Linked DNA regions of Hordeum vulgare: region 2 is linked to region 1. The links are chromatin contacts, called in public Hi-C maps. All regions are on one chromosome and are shown on one strand. Each heading gives the region's core, a stretch centred on a gene start, on an enhancer-like site or on the middle of the called end of the contact. The rest is flanking DNA. Distances are from core to core; before and after follow the strand shown.

Evidence for each region. A called contact is a pair of places that touch in the nucleus more often than the background predicts.
Region 2: a contact with region 1 is called in a Hi-C map of seedling, with 5 times the contacts expected there. The contact joins the promoter of LOC123443920 here to the enhancer-like site in region 1. A contact is called at or near these places in 2 of 6 Hi-C or Micro-C datasets (leaf and seedling) and 1 of 1 datasets of contacts at active chromatin or transcription factors (embryo).

The regions. Positions count from the first base shown.
Region 1 is chr3H:382,425,109-382,431,616 of MorexV3_pseudomolecules_assembly, forward strand. No RefSeq gene overlaps it. Among protein-coding and RNA genes, the nearest start is that of LOC123439989, 130 kb to the left of the region's middle. Within about 2 kb of position 1,298, at least 3 of the 3 cell types and tissues checked have open chromatin away from gene starts, as enhancers often do. A contact at or near this core is called in leaf and seedling, where this site is marked.
Region 2 is chr3H:382,750,934-382,757,376 of MorexV3_pseudomolecules_assembly, forward strand. It overlaps LOC123443920 (beta-adaptin-like protein A), which reads left to right and starts at 1,578. Exons shown (of 11, transcript XM_045120485.1): 1 at 1,578-1,703; 2 at 1,786-2,302. The coding sequence starts at 1,648. It also overlaps the pseudogene LOC123441782.

The DNA.
Region 1 (6,508 bases), core at 48-2,547:
GGTCTTCCTTGGCACGCCAAGGCTGCCTCTCCCCTCCTCCTATATATACTAGAGATTTAGGGCTTTTGAGACACAACTTTGCCACGTGTTGCCCTCTCCTCTAGTTCGTAGTTCTTTCTCTAGATCGGTTTTCTACGGAGCTCGGGCGAAGCCCTACAGGAATAGATCATCACCATCACCGGCACGCCGTCACGCTAACGGAGAACTCATCTACTTCCCCGCCCCTCTCGCTGGATCAAGAAGGCGGAGATCATCATTGAGTTGTACGTGTGCGGAACGCGGAGGTGCCATCCGTTCGGCACTTGACCGGGACGGATCACGAGACAGTTCGTGGGACGGATCGTGAAGACGTACCACTACATCAACCGCGTTCATTAACGCTTCCGCTTAGCGATCTACATGGGTATGTGGATCCAATCTCCCTCTCGTAGATGATCATCACCATGATAGGTCTTCGTGTGCGTAGGAAACTTTTTGCTTCCCATGCAACGTTCTCCAACAGATATGCCACGAATGCAAAATGCATGCAAATGACAGTCACAACATGTTAATCATGGACGCAACAAGATATTATGAAAATACCTAAAATTCTAAGCAAGTTTAAATGAGGCACAAACAACGAATAACAATTTCACAAAGTCCCCATATGTAATTTTGAATTTTTAACAGATCTGCCTAAAACACAATCTTAGAGTTGTTAAATAGGAAAATAAATGCGACCATATTATTCTACATATTTTTCTATCCAAGTTACATATATAAAACATTATAATCGAAGCTACGGTTAAATAGTTATGACATAAATAATTTTAACATGACATTAATGCAAATTAAATGCAAGCACTAGGTTGAACATTTTTAATATGGTTGAAAGTTTGATATTGTGAAACTACACAAAATTCTAAGTATTTTTCATGTATAAATTTTTAAAGCCAATGCACAGTTATTTTGCTATGAATTAAATTATTTTAATATGACATCACACAAATCAATGCAAACATCAAGTTTAAATGTTTTTAACATGTGTGAAAGAGGCATATTGAGAATCTACACGAAATTTTAGACATTTGACATATTTAAATCATCTTAATCCGATGAACGGTAATTTGGTTATGGACATTTCAAAATGACGGTTTTTTTAAAGATATGCAACGAGTGGATAATTAGGTAAATTCGTAGCAAGGAAAAACGACAAGGGCCAAAACTGAAATCTGATTCGGTCTGTACTGAGCGCAACATAGCATCAAGCGCCCTTATGCATGGGATAGGAGAATGGCGCTCACCTAGTTGGCTGGACCCATTCGGTGGAGATAGGCTCGAGGGAGCTCGGCTGGGGAAACTCTGGGCCTCGGCGTGGAGGAGGCCCACACGGGTGCTGGGGCTCTCAGGCTGGCCTTAGTGCGGCTGGGAGGTCGGCCCACACACGGAGCAACGGTCAACGAGCGCTCGAGGCCTACACGTGGGGCGCTGCACGACCCACGTCGGGCGTGAAGGCAAGCCGACGGGCTCGCAGAGCTGGGATGGCGAGGCGTGGCCCACCAACTGATGTTCGGGCATCCTACCCGATCAAGCGCTCGCTCCCGAGCGGGAGGCGAAGCAGGTACCCACCATGGCGACTGCACGGACATGGTGGGGCGCCAACGGTGCATGGCAGGCGACGAGGAGCCATGGGACGCGCGTTCTGGGTCAGGGCTGCCCGGATCCGCCTGTTCCCGACAGTGGCACGACGTAGCTTCGATGGGGCGCGGCCATGGCAGCCCAGGTTCTTGTAAAGAAGAGGTGAGAGAGGTGAGAGAGAGATGTGCGATGGGGAGAGAGAGGTCGGGGCGGCGGGACTTGGTCGTCGGCGACGGCTCCGGTGACCGGCGAGGCATGGAGCGGTTGCGTCGGCACAGCAGGCAGGGTACAGTTGCGGAGGCACGCCGCGGCGCGTGCACTATATCGGCACGGGCATTGCAGCGGTTGGCTTCTGATGTGGTCGCCCGGACATGTTCGGGTTGGCTCCGGACATGTCCGGGATGGGATTTTGGGTGATCTAGGGCCATTGGATGGGGATCCCATGGTCCATATTAGGACCTGGGATAGGATTTCGAGATCTGGGGGATTGGAGCGAGCGGGTGGGGTTTAGCTAGGGGGGTGGCTGCAATATTAGCTAGGTGAAACCCTAGAGACTGAGAGGCTCTCTCCATAGGGAGGTGTATATAGGGAATGGGCATTGGTGGGATGGACCTCGCCCGTCCACTCGCGATCCGAAGGCCATGTACGGAGGGAGAGGCTAGGTGGGCTAATGGCCATGCATATGGCATTGGGCTGAGAGAAGAGAAAGGTTTACGGCCCGGTACAAGATTTTAAAACATAGAAGCATCCGACAATTAAATCGACTATAGTGCCGTTATAGGTCTAACGGTTCGTCTATCAAACGAACTCCGATTGCGACGAAATTTGGCAAGCGGTCTCCCTACACGATATTTAGACCGCACACCAACTTTCAACCCAATCCGAGAAAGTTTTATACACACTTTTAAAACAATATTTTTAACAATGTCGCGGGCGCGTGCATGTGTGGTTGGTCTCAAAATGGTCAACGACGAAAACGGAGAGAACCGACAACTACGAACGGATGCAAGTCTAAAAAAAATCATGGTAACAAGTGTCGATGCAATGCGAATGAAGTGCATGATGTGATGATGAATGCGACGACCAAATAAATCACACTGCAACAATAGAATAAAATGGGAATCTTCTAGAACGTCGGTTCCAAGCATTTACAACTCACCTCCAGTAACAAGGGATCTCGACCTGAGATCTAAGAATGGAACGGGGAGAGGAAGAGAAAGAGCAATAGGTAAGACTTACTTGCTTCTTGGACAAATGAGTGAAACAAACAAGTCTTGGAAGTTTCAAAGAGACGAAGAATGATATGAGAAACAAGTAAGAATTCAATAGAAATTTCGCAACACTTCAATAGAAAATAGAGGCAAAAGTAGATAAGATGGAAGATCTTGAAAAGAAGACACAACATTCCGATTAGATGAACAAGCAAGGATGAACATGATCTTAACAAAATGAGATGATGAATCGAAGAGAGCAACATCACAAGCCTCCGAGACAAAGAATAGAAACTAGATCATTGAAGAGAAGAGAACGAAGAAGGAAAATTACAATTCTTACCACAACTGAATTAACAAGCAAACTTATGAAGAAGGATTGAATGGAGTTGTTGTAAAATCAACAACGGAAAGAACAAACTTGTTGTGGGCTTATGGAAAACATCGCAAAATTATGAGGTGACAACCAGCCACTAACGAAAACAAAGATTGCTTGGGAGCAACAAGATAGGCAGACTTCTTTCATCAAGAGGATATATTGAGAACTTTGGTCAACCATAATCACCATAATAGCAAAAATCCTTAAGAAAAGCTTTACTGCTCATTTGACTCCCCTCATTTCATTTTATTTGGTAGAAATGAAGTGAAATAAAATCTTCACGGGGAATTCATTTGGTTGGAATTAAAATCTTAATCCAAAAATCATGTTTGGCTACCACAAGGATTTCTAGATTGAGATGCCAATGGATAAAGATTGCAGTGGATTAACGAGGACGTCATCCTGCTGTTGTCGATTGAGTGATCTGGTTAGGGTTGCGGGATGCTATAAATGGTAGTGGGAAAAGAGGGAGAGGAGAAGCCTTACCGACAGCGAGAGGGACCTTGCTCTGGCGGAACTACGATCCCTCCGTCTGTGTTCTGTTTCCTGTGGTGGCGGTGAACTCAACTGGATCCTACAGGATCTAGGCATGGGGACGGTGTAGGCCGCGGATCCGATGGCGCGAGCTTCGTAGAGGCCGGCGGCGACGGTTGGCATCGACTTGGGACGGCCATCGACTTGGACGGCCATGGCCGGTTCCTGTGGGGGGTCTCAGAGAGAGATGCGATACGGGAGGAAAAAAGGGGAACAGAGAGAGGGCGCGAGATGGTGCATCGCTGGAGCTCCAGCGAGGTTGCTACCGACACTGGGGATGCAGAAGGGGTGCTGCAGTGGGCGCAGCTGACAAAGGGGGCACATCCCGTGGGCACCTCCCGGTTATCGAGGTCAGGGATGGATAACTGCTTTTTATTTTACTAGCAAAATAGCCGTGCGTTGCAACGAGAGAAAAAAATCAAACGCTTTTAATTTTTTTATAATTATTTTGATTTATTAAAATAATAAGCTAACAAACTAATGTAGTTAGTCCTATCCTATTTTGTTGAAAAATCAACTCGTCCATTGTTAATTCCACTATAATGAGAAATTGAAGCGCGGGTTGAATAACAAAAATTACAAGGTTTTTTTTATAAAAATGGCTTGATGGGTTTTCCGACGGAAGCAATAGCCGCTTTATTATTAGGTATAGATATAGATTATTTGGGCTGTTTTTAAAAGAATATTATCTGCGCTGTTGATGTGGAACCGTGAGGCGCTATCAATCGGTGTGTCAGCTACTGCAAATCAACCTGTGATTGGATGGTTAGAGGGACAGTATTACCCCTAATCCATCACGGTTCAAGTTCCGATGCTTGTATTATTTGTGGATTTATTTCAGGATTTCCGGTGATATCCTTTTAGTGGGAGGAGACATTCCCATCGACGACGAAGCGTCTACGGTGACTTCGTAAATCTCAAAATGATATGTCGGCTCAGTTTCTCGAAGGTGCTCATAGATATAGGGTGTGCGTGTATGTATTCATAAGGATGAATGTATGCACGTGTATATGAGTACTTGCGCATGTACAGTGTTCAAAAAACAACTATATATATTTGTGAGTTTATTATACACGGATGCACGAGGTATTAGGTACAGATTTTTTGTGTGTGTGTGCGCTAAAAACACGTACAATAGATTTTATTTCTAGGATGCTAAATGCATATATGTACATGCATTCAAGTTCCATACGTGCATGCTACAAAATTAGTGGTTCGTATTTGTTCCCTGGAATCTGCTTATATAATTTTTAAAAATGTCTGCATGCTTTAGAAAATGGTTGTGTAATTTAAAATGCCTTCGTGATTTTTGAATAAAAAAACTTATTTTTTCAAAAAATGCACTTGCATTTTAAAATGTTTGTGATGATTTTCCAAAAAGAGTTTACGTATTGAAATACTGTGAAATATTGTTTACATTTTTTTGAACACCCTTTCTAAAAGTGTATTCATGTAATTCTAAAAGTGTTTGCATGTTAAAGTTGATTGTAAATTTTAAAGGTTACGTGATTCAAGAAAATGTTAGTGTGTTTTTAGAAAGAATGCTCGTGCATTCTGAAGAAAATAAATTAAAAGTGAGTTGGATTATAAGGGGCGGCGTATGGAATAGGAATAGGTGCATGGTGTACCTTTATAGGACGACGGCTTAACTAGATTAGTTTTTGAAGTTATAAATACTACTTTGTCTTGACGTGTTTTAGTGATAAATATGTTGTGTGGTGGTCAAGATCAAAGGGGATTTTTTTTTCTCTTACCCACACATGGGCTCCACATTCCTGATTGATTTTTTTAAGAACCGCTAATTAAAGTTGTCGAATAACATGTGTTAATTTGTTTCTTGATCCATCCGGTGTGACATTAATGCTTAGTGTCTTTTCACGTGTTTTCTGTTGATATCGAATGTGATATGCATGCGATTGTCTGTGGTATTTGCTCACATCCGTAATGATTAGAATCCATTAAATGAAAGAAGATTTTAAGGTTGGCCATAGTGGGGGTAACATAGCTAGTAACATAGTCTTGGGACTAGCAAACATGGTGATGTGACTAGCAAACATGGTATCATAGCTACTATGTGTCATGCATGTCAATAAATGAGATCACCTATGATACTAGTTTATGTTACTATGCACTATGAAGGTAGTATCATACAATAGTAACATATGCATGATACTATTATATGTTACTCTCCACTATGAGCAGCCTAAATCATGCACGTGAATTACAAATCTCGTCATTCAATATATACCGGCCGCCGCAAGGCTATGTCACGTTCGGTGATTTTTTTTTCCAATTACTCACACTAATATATTAATCTAGATATCATCAACAATCTATATATTGTCCTTCATTCGATTGTTTCATTGGACTCATACCAAGATCTGTGTCATATATGATATAAACTTGATGACATCATTGGAAAGACGTTCCTAAGTAAAAGCTTCGTGTCATTTTTTTATCATTTTGTTAGCAGCATCCTTATTTAGAGCAGCGAGCCTCCGAAGCTTCGTCTTCCATCTTTTTTTCTCATATGTCCTTATGTACCAACCGTATTGCTGCATTTTTATTTCTACACTCTCATTACAATGCAGGACATTTCTGTTAGTACCTATTAATAAAAGGATTAGTGTTTCTTCCACCCTAATTTTTGACCATACTGATAATTTTCATCCGTCCGTACGTAACTTTTCGGTTTGTTTATTTAGGTAATTTACATTTTTCTAAGTGATTTTAGGTAATTTATATGACATCGTCTGAACAAGAGAAA
Region 2 (6,443 bases), core at 328-2,827, 330 kb after region 1:
CAGCCGGCTTAGATTTTTTAGCATGGAAGGGAAACCCTCCCTGTCGGTGCCTATTAGCATTGCTCCTGCATCGCCTGCACAACCTGTGTCACCCACGCGGAGGAGTAGGGTCATGGGGCCCTGCTACGTCGCCCTCGGCGAGCCCGCCTCGTGAAAGCTCAGGGCTGGTCTTGGGACGCGCCCTTGTCGCGAGCGTCCCCTCGTGATCCTGGATGATGGTCCCTTGACGCCTGCCTCGCGAGGTAGGGGCCCTCACGAGGGTCTTCCCTGCCGAGCTTGCTGGTGGGCCGAACCAAGCTCTCGCCACGGCGTCGCGCACAGGATCGCACGCCCACGAGCCTGGGTACCCCGGTCCTAGAGGCCCGACAACCCTTTCGACTAGAGACCATTTATGACACTTACCATACAATTTATACTCTTTATTCATGATCACATAAAAATATATCATCACAATGATTTCCTCTAGGGCATATCTCCAAGGTGCGCTGCCTAAGGTATCCTTTTTTAGGGTCTGCTACGCATCCGCCGGGTGATGTTTAGAAAACATCATCCACCTTGATAGCTGTGTGATCTACATGCGTAGCCGTTCAATCCGCGCGCGGCTCTTCGGCTGGGCACCTGATAATTCCTGAGACAACGCTCGAGTTTCTATAACAATCGCTTTGTTGCAGCTTCTTTTTCTTCGCGCGCGCTTCGGCTGGGCACCTGATAATTCGTGAGACAACGCTCGAGTTTCTAAAACAATCGCTTTGTTGCAGTTTCTTTTTCTTCGAGCGTGCTTCGGCTGGGCACCCGTTAATTCATGAGACAACACTCGAGTTTCTGAAACAATCGCTTTGTTGAAGTTTTTTTTCTTCGCGCGCGCTTCGGCTGGGCACCCAGTAATTCCCGAAACAACGCTCGAGTTTCTGAAACAATCGCTTTGTTGTAGTTTTTTTTCTTCGCACACGCTTCGGCTGAGCACCCGGTAATTCCTGAAACAACGCTCGAGTTTCTGAAACATAGACATGCTCAGAAGAGCTTGTAAGGGGAGGAGGCGTCCAACGGATGGGATGAGGTAGGTGAGCACCAGGGTCAGGATCATCAGAAGGTAGGCGACGCACTGGTCGATCGAAGACGCTGCACGTATTGACAAGAAAACAAGTGAGAAGAAATTCAGAAGGAAAGAAGCAACTCAGAAGGGGAGACGCCAGAGTCTTATGGCTCACCGTTGCTGGTGGGCGCCGGCGCGGGGGCCTGCGCGGCGACGAGGGCCGGCATGAGGACGACAAGGAGGAGCGCCGCGGCGGCGGCGGCGACGATGAAACCAAAGAGGGTTCTCGCCATGCGGTTGACGATGTGCTTCAGATGTTTCAGGAATCGGAAAGGTGAAGACGTGTGAGGCCCATCTGAACACGTGTTGCGCAGAGAAGGCGGCGGACGCTGAGTTACTCTTCAGTGGGTTGACGGTGAGCGTTTTCTTTTTTTTCACGTAAACAATCCAACAGTTTGCTTAGAATCCGTAAGCACAAGAGGAAAAACGTATTTTATGATGTGGCCCACTTATCAGCGTCTCGTACTCGCCCTGGCCAGATCCAAGTGCCCACCGGACAAAACCACCACTTGCAGTCGTCTTCCCCACGCGCGCCCAGATCCAAGCCCTCCGCCATGGCTCCCACGGCGCCTTCGCCGGCGAAGTCCGCCTCCCCGTCCCAACCATCCGGGTACACCACTTCCTTCTCTGGCCCTCAAAATCGCTGGCCTCCCGAATCTTAACTAATCAATTGGGGCAATTTGAGTGTGCAGCAAGAGCGAGGTGTCGGATCTGAAGCAGCAGCTGCGGCAGCTGGCGGGGAGCCGTGCACCAGACGCTGATGATCAGCGCCGGGATGTCTTCAAGCGGGTGATCTCTTGCATGACCGCAGGTATCGACGTCTCGGCGGCGTTCGGGGAGATGGTGCTCTGCTCCGCCACCTCCGACGTTGTGCTCAAGAAGATGTGCTACCTCTACGTCGGTGTCCATGCGCGCGCCCATCCGGACCTCGCCCTCCTCACCATCAACTTCCTCCAGCGCGACTGCCGCGACCAGGACCCCACCATCCGCGGCCTTGCTCTCCGCAGCCTCTGCTCCCTCCGCGTTCCAAACCTTGTCGAGTACCTTGTTACGCCGCTCACCACAGGGCTGAAGGACCCTAGTGCCTACGTTCGGATGGTCGCTGCTGTTGGTGCTGCAAAGCTGTATCACATATCTGCTACCACCTGCCTCGACGCTGACCTGCCTGCTGCGCTCAAGGCACTTATGCTCTCGGACCCTGATGCTCAGGTGAGCTTTCATGCTACGAATTGTTTTGATGAAATCGTTATTTTGTTTTCTGGCGACCATGTTATTCTACATGCGTGCAATGATGGAATAACTATGCTGCCTAAAAAATCGCAGCATGCATTGTATTGATTAAACCGGAAGTTAATCTCAACAGGAATTGAATTTTGTTACATGGAACTGAGTTAAGCTGCAAGTTATGATTGTCCTCTCACTGAAAAACTATTTGGTTTATATCTTGCTTGTTTGATCATATAGTAGGCTGTGGCTAATTATGCCTTGTTGGTTTAAATATGTACTATCATGTGATGCATTGAGTAAATGTAAGTACTTTGCATCGGATGTCCATCACAAAGGAAATTCCAACCAGCTGATATAACCATGCTATCAACCTCAGTATAAATATTTAGAAGTAATTGGTTACTGTACCAACTTGTCAACTTTCCAAAGGACGTTGTGATAGAAAGTATAATTACATACAGAACCAGCTGTGGTAGCTTCTTTCAAATTCACAATCCCATTGGTAATGAAATTACAGGATTAGTCTTACAGGTAGCTTGACATATATACCCTAGTGTTTTTAGTTCCAACATATTATATTATATCCAGCTGATCTGACACTGAATCTGCGTCGATCTGTTTCTGGATTAGATATTGTGATCTGGAGTTTGATTCGGATATATTTATTAGATACAAGTACAATTTGGGGAACTGACGCTCTTGGTTTCAACCAAAATCAATCTGTATATCTGAGAAAATATGATTGAAGATTTTGATTTAAGGATCAGAAAGAGGAGATAGATTCCGTATCCACTGTTGTTGTGAGTTACCCTGCTTACTGCTTCCCCAATAGAGGTTGAGACGAAGCGTGATATGTCAGTGATGGTGAATAGAAGAAAATTGACGGATCCACCAGAAACTAGTGAGGACACACGAGACACCACTCAAGTATGCCTTATAACCATAGCACTCCCTCCATTCGAGTGAATAAGGCATGCACACATTTAAAATCCAACTTTGACCATAAATTACCAATAATATATGTTTTCTGACTTAAAAATCATACCATTGGAAACTTCTTCCGATACGAATACAACGGTATAATTTTTGTTACATATAACCCACATTTGGTTGGTCTAATTTATGGGCAAAGTTCAATTTTGGAATGCGTGCGTGCTTATTCATTGAAATGGAGGGAGTGTTCCCGACATTGTACTTTTCTTTTTGGAGCACCCAAACTCCACCCAGACTTGTTCCAAAAACCGAGAAAAGGCTCACTGTCTCTCATTCTCAGTTCATTTATTTCTTGCTTGTCACCATGTCTCTTGTGTCAGTGAAGGCATGCTTGAGCATGCATGCCTACATCATCGTCGTCTACAATACTATCTGTATCCATTGACCGGCCTCTATTTTCATCGATTGTTCTACAATACTCCATCTGTTTCCATCGACTGGCCTCTATTTTTATCGATTGTACCGCTGTAGATATTGATTTCCATTATTTGCCGCTAGTCCCTTGGGCTAGTCTATGTGCGTATTGACAACGATGAAGGAATGATACCATGACCCTTGTATGTACATATAAACATACCGAGTCAAATGGAAATGACTTTGAGTGCAAATCTTCGAACATCTCTAGTAGAGCCCCTATCCTATAATTGCAAAATGCATCCCTTAACCCAGAAAAAGCTGTTTTTGAGGGGATTAAACTTTTCTTCATCTAGCAGATCCCCTAAAAATTAATCCCTCAAAAACATTCTTTTACCAATTCATCCAACCGTTTTCAAACTTAATCACCACATATTAAATCAAACCTTCATAATTCAAGTACACACAAGTCAAATACATACCAAATTTATTGTTCTCAAACTTGATAACTATTCAAACTCAAACACAACATACGGTCCAAATGAACTAAGAATCCAAATAAACATGATGAAAGCACAAGAATCAAGTGCTATGAAGTCGCCAATGATGCTCAATAAGATCTTCTTGAAGTTGGTTGTGAGCTTCTTGGTTCTCGATCCTATTTTGGGTTATGTTTCGACTCCACCTCGAAACCATTGTAGAGATACCGAAAGTCTTCTGGGTTCTCTCTCTCATCCTCGATGATCATGTTGTGCAAGATAACACATGCTCTCATGATCTGCCACAGGGTTAGAGGCTTCCAATACTCACCAGGGTCACGGACAATCGCAAAGCGTCTTTGACACATTGCGAAGTGAGATATCTTGTCGCCTTTAGGACGGTGGACTGTCTTCACAAATATGGCCCATGGAGGATAGATACCATCGACAAGGTAGTATAGGTAGTATCCCATGTTGCACTCATGGCCATTGACAACATAGTTGCAAGATGGATTATCTCCGGCAACAAGCCTTGCAAAAAGAGGAGGTTGCTATAGGACATTCAGATTATTGTGAGAGGCAGCCAACCAGGCACCCTGAAGTATGCATGCCAAATCGAGAGACCATGTGATGCAACTTCCTTAAGAATCATTGTTGGATCATGTCAATGCTCTTTGTAGTGACCTTACCATACCACATGACAATTTTTTACATGTCCAATGCATAGTCCGTGAATCCAAGATCCCTGGCCAACCTCTCTCTTCATTTTCTGCCATGAGCCCTCAAGTACTCCGGTTAATAGATCTTGATCACAACATTGTAGAATCATTTCACGTAGAACATGGTCATCCATAGAATCAGCCGGGCATCCATAAGCAAGGACTCGCACTGCTGTTGTAATCTTCAACAATGGACTTGCACTTGATGTTCCCGCTGTGTTCCTTCCCAGTTTCTCCACAATTTTCACAATGTACTTGAAGAGATCCCGGTGCATCCGGAATTGGAGCTGAAAATAGTAAGGGGGATATATTGCATTCGACGCGAAGAATCCCTCACTAGACCATCATGACCCATGATCCTATCTCGAAGAAACATCCTTCAGCCAATTTGAGAACTACGCCTTAGTCTCCTGAAATCCTTTTCCATAGCGACCATGACAACCACCAACTTGAATTTATCATCTTTCTCTGACGATGAATCATTGAAGATGATCTCCCACTTGTACACATTGGAGAGTTATGCTGGAGAGTTACCTAATCCATTTGAGACCTTTCTTCGATGAAAAACAGAAAAAAAAACATTCAGTTTCGTTACTACTAGGCACGAGGAGGTTAGTCTTGGTGGGCAGGTAGTACCTTGACACCTTTCGGTATTTGTGGTCAATGCTGAAGGAGGATGGTGATATCGATGAAGTTGTGAGCCATCGAATCAAAGCCGGATGGATGAAGTGGCGCCAAGCTTCTGGTATTCTCTGTGACAAGAGGGTCCCACAAAAGCTAAAAGGCAGGTTCCATAGGATGACAATTCGACCAGTAATGTTGTATGGCGCTGAGTGTTAGCCAACTAAAAGGCGACATGTTCAACAGTTAGGTGTAGCAGATATGCACATGTTGAGATGGATGTGTGGCCACATAAGGAAAGATCGGGTCTGAAATGATGAAATGATGATGTACGGGATTGAGTTGGGGTAGCACCGATTGCAGAGAAGCTTGTCCAATATCGTCTGAGATGGTTTAGGCAGGGGCGGAGCTGGAGCAAATGTTACCCGATGCATCACATTAAAAAGGCTTAAAAAGTTAAGCGACGAATGTATTGAATAAAGGTGTGTTTCATAAGTTGTAGCACACATGATTGGATATAACAAAAAGCAGTTTGTAAAAACAAAATGTAGCCATCAAAATGCTTACTATAATAATAAAACAAGGATCAAAATTACTTGAAAAAGATCATGTTGTGTTTCCAAATTCCAATTATCGGACAACAAGGTTCAATAACCTACAAGGTACACATAGAATTAAACTTACTAGTAAAACATTTTCTTCCAAATTAGGATGGTAATCTTCTATCAATTTTATCTTGCCCGGATCATTACTGATTTTTTTCTCTTCCCAATTTATATCTTCCGGAACATCCTGTGTTGAGACTTTTCTTTCGAGTATAAACTTGTCCATAGTATCTGTATTTGACAAATTATAAATCACACCTGAGACATTCAGACTTGTATAGATAAATAAAATATACCCCGGTTAGTAGTTACAACCCAAGAAAATGCCACACACATTTGTTATTTGTAATCC